Regions from separate parts of the Sus scrofa genome. Here region 2 is linked to region 1. The links are chromatin contacts, called in public HiChIP or PLAC-seq maps. All regions are on one chromosome and are shown on one strand. The core of a region is the stretch at or near the end of the contact, and the rest is flanking DNA. Distances in the headings are between cores, read along the strand shown. Region 1 overlaps STARD13 (stAR-related lipid transfer protein 13). Region 2 holds the start of LOC106507939.

Evidence for each region. HiChIP or PLAC-seq counts read pairs in DNA pulled down with a chosen protein or histone mark.
Region 2: an H3K27ac HiChIP or PLAC-seq map of skeletal muscle shows a contact between it and region 1, with 4 times the contacts expected there. The contact joins the promoter of LOC106507939 here to the enhancer-like site in region 1. A contact is called at or near these places in 3 of 5 promoter capture datasets (fetal liver and liver), 4 of 47 Hi-C or Micro-C datasets (embryonic fibroblasts, liver and skeletal muscle) and 2 of 2 datasets of contacts at active chromatin or transcription factors (alveolar macrophages and skeletal muscle).

What each region holds. Positions count from the first base shown.
Region 1 is chr11:9,615,681-9,619,083 of Sscrofa11.1, reverse strand. All of the region lies in intron 1 of STARD13 (stAR-related lipid transfer protein 13), which reads left to right. Among named protein-coding and RNA genes, the nearest start is that of STARD13, 120 kb to the left of the region's middle. Within about 2 kb of position 1,528, at least 43 of the 83 cell types and tissues checked have an H3K27ac peak or open chromatin away from gene starts, as enhancers often do. A contact at or near this core is called in fetal liver, liver and skeletal muscle, where this site is marked.
Region 2 is chr11:9,911,058-9,914,428 of Sscrofa11.1, reverse strand. It overlaps LOC106507939, which reads right to left and starts at 1,657. Exons shown (of 4, transcript XM_021065188.1): 1 at 1,107-1,657. The coding sequence starts at 1,578. The region is part of intron 1 of LOC110255744 (a long non-coding RNA gene); the gene reads left to right.

The DNA.
Region 1 (3,403 bases), core at 279-2,778:
GTGTGTGTGTGTGTGTGTGTGTGTGTGTGTGTGTGTGTGTGTGTTTCAGTCATGGGCATCTTTCGAGTCTCTGTAGGCATGGAAAAACCTACGCCTGGTTGAAAACCCTCCCTCCTGTCCTCTGAAGTTTGAGGACAACTTACCATGGGATTTGTTATATAACCTACACCCTTGCCGGGGGAGACCCCTAAACGAGGATCGCCCCTCTTGGTCTGGGACAGACCAGCAGCTTTTTTCCTCTGGTACGTGCCGTAGCTACTGAGCCAGTTTTAAAGGAGAGGATTTATAGGAAATCCAGCTGTGAGTTTTCGTTTTTCTCTTAGAGCTAGAGGCGGGGCCAAAACCACCCTCAGACCAGGCACAGCATTGACCAGGCTAGAAGGATGTGGAACAGTCTCACTGACAACAGCTAAGCACGGGGGAAATATTAGCTGGCAGAGATAACCAAGAGGAAACACTCAGCGACAGATGCACCATCTGTCAGTTTCAGAGACGCGATTTTCAAGAAAGCAGAAAATGAAATGAAGACAAGAATGGTTTTGTTTCAAAGGTACAGCACAGCTTAAGGACGTTTTTAAACAAAGTAAGTTTGTATTCCATTGAAGAGGCCCTGGCATGGGTAAGACAACACTTATTTCCTATTTATACTGGGAGTTGTGTTATGGATGTGTATAAAGTGTTCTTTGGGTGTCCTTGATATTTAGAGGGACGATCTTGTAGCAAGAATTTGATTTAAGATTTAAAGCAGTGGCTCTCCTTTTGATTATTCACTTTAAAAACATTTGAAACTTACAGTAAGATTTATTTACTTTAACCTCAGAAAATTGTTTTATCTCAGTTAGTGTAAAGATACTGATATCAGGTTTTCTTTCTTATTTTTTTGAACTATGGGCAGAATTACCTGTATCTTTCCTCAAAGGCAACTGAGCGAGAAAGTGTCCTCTCAGATGTGAGAGGCTGGCAGAAAATGCTGTCTATTGGGTACTTAACTCCCTGAGATCAGTTGCAGAAATAGCCGTGAACATGAGCTAAACTTCTATATGCCTTTCCTCCTAATGTTATTGTGTTGACATAGTTTTTAAAGAAAGCTGCGTCTGGATCTTCTTTATAAACTGCCATAGAAAACAATCCTGCTGGATATGTTTAATACATTTTCAAACGTCTTAGTTTTCAAACAAAGTTGGACTTGTGCTGTTTGTTATTGTGTGTTACACCTAAGACATCTGCATTTCATGTCCCATATCATGTGTTTTATTAGGCTGGGATGTGTCTCATTCCAAAGAGATCTAAAGCAGTGATTTGGAATGATACGTTTACACAAGCAGTAGCAGAAAGTTTGGAGGGGGATCACAGGATCCCCTGTGTTAGAAAAGGCAGTTCTCTTAAAATTGACACAGGCGAAAAGGGACTTACTTTGTGCTGGCGTTAGCAAGCCGTGGAGTCCCAACCAGAAGTGGAAGAAGCACAGGCCGTAAACTGGCAGAAGCAGAAACCACTCAGTGTTATGGCCCAATATGGATGTCAGAACTTCAGAGCATGTGTGGGAAAGTGGCTGCCGTCCAACGTCTGGAATCATTTATCTTCGGGCCGAGTCTAGAGGACAACTGTTTTTTGCATTTACAGAAATCCTTGCTGATTGATTTCATTTACATAGAGTCAGCAGAGTGCCCGGTGGTGGGACAAGTACGAATGGGGCCGAGTATTGATCTCTTTCTGCCTTTGCTGACATCCTGGTCTCGTTAGTGTTCCTGGCACCTTTGAATGAGGTGGCGCTGTTCCGAGCAACCACACGCTTTCTACAGGGCCCCCTTTCCACACGTTTCGTAATAAATGCCACGTTGATGTCTTGTCTTATTCGGGCAGTCAGAAACTGAAAGTTGCACATTTTGTCTTACTGTCTTTTCAGAAGCTTAACTTGTTTCTAGAGTCTAGATTTAAGGGGGCGGGGGGAGAGAATATCAGTGGACGGAATTCTCTGTAGACTCGCTTCTGCTTATGCAGTTGTTTAGAGATGTGTGCGAGACGGCCTTTCGGAGATTCTGGAACATACTCTCTGTGATGTATACCTTATCTGTCTGTGAGGGTCAGATACGCCCGCCAGTATGTTCTGCGAGTGCTGAGCTCACATGCGCTGACATATGCTGACAGGTGACAGGATAGCATCCAGACCCATTTTTCTAATGTGTGAAAGAATGCCAATTTCTGACAGTGTCCTGTCAGGCCTGATGAAGACACTTTGAATTTATTGCAGGGACCAAGGTAACAGTCAGAAGCCTTGGATTTCAGCCGCTCCTCTTATGCTGCCTACCTCGGCAACCTTGAGGAAAAGAATAACCTTCTAATAAATCTGTGTCACTGCTTAAAAATACAGCGAATCACTCCAGCCATCTCTTTGACGCCCAGAGACATTTCAGATGTCAGCAAGATATTTATATTGTGTCCTGTGCTGTTAGTTTTTAGCATGTGTGTCACTTATCAAGTTGCCTCTGTGTCCTTAGACTGAAAAAGCTGAAAAACTCTGGTCACTGAAAACAAAATTCTGTAATCTTATACAGTGATGCTTTTGCTTGCAGTAGCCTGCTCTTGAAGCTACTTGTACTAATCTTTTTTCTGTTTGTAATTATCGTTTGATTTTCTCATCACAGTTCCTTGCATTGTGAAATAACAGGCATTCTCTCAAACAGGTTGAAGTTGTAGAAGCTAGGTTAAAATGGGTGCAGTCTGCCCTGATCTGGTGTGCTTAAATATACATAATTTTTAGAATTCCTAATTCCAGTAAGTGGATAATAATGCAAACTGTCACCTAATATTTTCTAACGTTTATATAGACATATATATCATATTCAAATAAATCATACTCATCTTCATATAAGATATGGATATTTGTGTGTATACATAGAGAATCTCTAAAATATTCCAATAAAAGCAACAGTATATACAATATTAAAAAATAGGAGCTGTTAGTGTATTCTCATTTTTGAACCATTTTCATTTTAAGTGATAAATATAACAGCTTAGTATAGTGCAGATGACATCAGGAGTCAGAAGTCAGAAGTCGCACCTGCCAAGTTCAGCTGCTAATACCACTACACTCCAGACAAAACCATCCCTGTGGGCACTGTTCGCTGAGTTTGAATTCTTAAAGCGCAGCTGCCCTGTGAGCCATGCCACTCGATTGTGTGACCTTGGGCAAGTCACTTAACCCCACCGACTCATAGTTCTTCTGCTACAGTATGAGAATATGTAATATGATGCGATATGTATACCTTATCACTTAAGGTTGTTATGGAGGTCAAGTGGCATAATATATGTGAAAATGCTTTAAAAACCTTAAAGTCATTTGTTTGCTTCCTGGAATATTCCTTTTCTCCCTTTCTTAACAAGTCTTGCTCATCATTCAGAG
Region 2 (3,371 bases), core at 408-2,907, 300 kb before region 1:
CCCCGCTTTTTGAGGGCCACTCCCGCAGCATATGGAAGTTCCCAGGGTAGGGGTCAAATCGGATCGGAGCTGTAAGCCACAGCCACAACTACAGCAACCTAAGATCCCAGCCACCTCTGCGACCTACACCACAGCTCAGGGCAAGGCTGGATCCTTAACCCACTGGGCAAGGATACGAATCAAACCCCCGTTCTCATGCATTACTGACAAAGCAACCCTCAACTCTATAAATTATTCCAAGTGTGGTGCTACTACCCACAGCTTAAGTTATCACCAGAGAATTTATCAGAGTCGTGATTATTCAGCTCTACCCCCAGCCTTTCCCAGTTAAAATCTTTCAGGTTAAGGCCAATCTATTTTAACAAGTCTTCCAGGGACACCTGATGCATGCTCACGTTTGAGAATCGCTGCCGCAGGAGAATCGCCCAGTGAAGCAGTGCTTTCAGTAGGCGCTGAAGGCTACAGGAAACTTCCTTCACTAACTTCCACTTAAAATACTCAGTTAAGCCGCGTTCTGGTAAAGCCCTAAGAACAACCCATTGCTCACTACCAAACAATCAGGCCTCAAACTTCCAGGAAAATCGAGGTTCTTAAGCAAAAATTCATCAAGGAAGAATTTACATTGATTTTGCTAACTTAGGGGAAAGGTTTTCTTTTCCCCGTCCGTTATCTAAGAGAAATATGACACACGAACAAGTCTATATTTATCCGGAGTGTTTCTGAGGCTACCTTTCGGAAATTTCCTTGGCCTATTTTTTAAAAAGTTATCCATGAAATTCTCCCCTCCTTCAGGGGCTCCAAACACGTACGCTGTATGTTTAATCATCAAAGGGAAACAAAACCTCTTACAGCAGAAACCAATCTAAGACACAACACCTGTGCCATCTTCCCACCAAGCAAGAAATGGTGGAGCCCGGTCCCAAAAGACTAAGAAATCGACGCAGGGATGATTGAGAAGGACTCAAGAGCAAAGTATGAGGAGACAAAAAAAGACCTGCTTTTTTTCTGGGCTTAAAACTAGAGAAAGAACTCCGTTTCCGCTCCATCTCGGGTATTTTCAAGCTAACACATACAAGCAGCTACCAATTCAAAGTGCTGCAAAGTACCTCCTGCGCGGGAACTCGGCAGGGCGGAGCCTCTGGTCGCTCCCTTCCCGAGGGCGGGACAGAGCAGAACCGGGGCCGCGTTTTCTCTGGAAGGTTCCGAAAGGCGCGCGCCCCCTCCGCGGGCGGCGAGACACTCGGCACCAGATGGCGCTGCCGCACCGAGAGCCGGAGCCTGGGCGGCAGGAGAGAAGGGAAGAGGCGTCACCGGATCCTTTCTGTCGCCGGAAATGCGCGCTGCCGGCGGCCTCGGGTCCCGGATATTAAGATTTCTGGAGGGTTCCCGCGTGAGGGCGGGACTAGAACCGGAACCGAACAGCGACCGTCGGGCCTCGGGGCGGAAGCCCGGGGCGGCGCCAGCGGGGGGCTGGTTTCTGGTGCGCGCGCCTCGCTGGGGGCGCGAGGGGGCGGGACCTCGCTCGCACTTGCGCGTTTTGGGGACGTAGGCGCTGCCGGGACGTGCGTCTTTCTCCATCTTTGCACGTTTGTTGGCCCGGCAAGGCGGAAATGGTGGCGTAGTAGGTTTTTTGTGTTTTTTTTTTTTCCCCCCCTCCATCCCCTCCCGCCCACAGGGTTGGGGTTTCTGGCTGTGAGTGAGGTTTCTGGAAATCTCTGTGGAAAGTTAATGGTATGTGAGGTAAAAACGCGAGCTTTATTTTCCCCTTGAGTCTTAAGCGATCCAGATGCCTGCTGGGCGCGGTCCCAGTGCTGGGCTGGACCCAGCCTTTCCCTCTAAATCTCTTCCTGCACCGGCTTGATCCACCCAAAGTGTCGTTAAGCATCCGTCCTGAGGCAGTAGGAGTGTCACTCGTGAAAAGGAACGTGGGCAGATACATTCTTCACGTGGAACCTAAAAACGCTTTTTAATTATGTCAGGAAGCATGTCTTGGTTTTTTAGCAGTGCTTCTCAAGAACTCATGGAGTTCATCGGCTTTATCGTCACGTTTTTGTCAGTAACATTTTATGTTCTTTGTTTTATGGTGTCTTGGTCTTTATCAAATATTAATTACGGGAAGGCCGCTTGTGCAAACCGTTCGAAAGGAGAAGAATTCTCCATTTCCATTTTTACAAGACAGGGGCAAACCACTTTTAAAGGACGGATCTAGGAACTCGTGAGAGTGCCCTGGTTTGGTTTGGTTTTTAAATGCAGCATCGAAACGACCAAAGGTAGCAAAAATAAATTCTCTGTGAAGCCATACTAATCCAACTTTAATTTTAGACCAATTCTGAAAGTGTTAGCAGCAAGGTACCCAGTTCTCCCAAGAAATTTCTTGGTAGACACTTTTATCTTTGTATTTCAGAGTTCCTTCCAATCTGCGGCCTACGTAAAAACTTGAGTCCTTGTGAAAGCCAGATTGAAAGGAATAGAGATTTATTTAAAAGAGTTATACTGAGAGAAATGGGAAGATTGGGGAATAAAAGATTGTCTGGAGTAGCCACATAAAGACATTTTATAGTTTTTGGTTAAAACCCTTTGGTGGGTTTTGGTAACAGGTGTTGTGAAGAAAGCTACTGTCAGTGGAGGAGTCCCATGATGTACATTTATGTGAGAAACCAAAAAAAATTGGGCAGGATCATTGGGGACTGATCACAGTGTGTGAGCAGGAGGCTAGATGCAGGCGGCACATAATGGAAGACATTAGGAAACACATGAAAGCAAAGGTCAGAGCTAAAGGGGCAATGGATGTGGAAACACTGATTTGGAAACTGGGGAAAAACAGGTTTTAGACCTCAAACTGAATGTGTAGAATAAGGAATAAATTCTTCATTAGATGTTTTGTTTTGGGATATATTGCATTTAGCTGCTTATTTTAACTTTATGTTCCTGTCTTCCCTATATTTCATGTACAAACAACCTTAAATTGAAAGAAAGAGTGCTTAATTTTGCCACCATTATACTAGTAATTTACCCTAGCATAGTGCTTCCCAGTGTAAGGAATTATTTACTTAATTGAGTCTGTTTATGTATATTCACAAGTGGTGGCATTAAAGTTGCTTCTCTGCAAATACCTTCAACCCCTTTCCCTGACTTCTGTTACTTGCCTGGCAAAACCCGGGTCATTATTGAACTCATGATTCACAGAAAGTGCTTAGCTCACCAGCTTAACAGTCAGGTGAACAAATGGGATCTCACCCATATGGTCTCTCCCCCAGTCCACAAAGACTCTTTTCTGTAGTTACTCTGCCCTCTTTAAACCAGGTATTTTATTCCCTTTTGGAATCACCAACTTCTTCCTCAACCAATGACTTTGCCTCATCCTTTTTTGA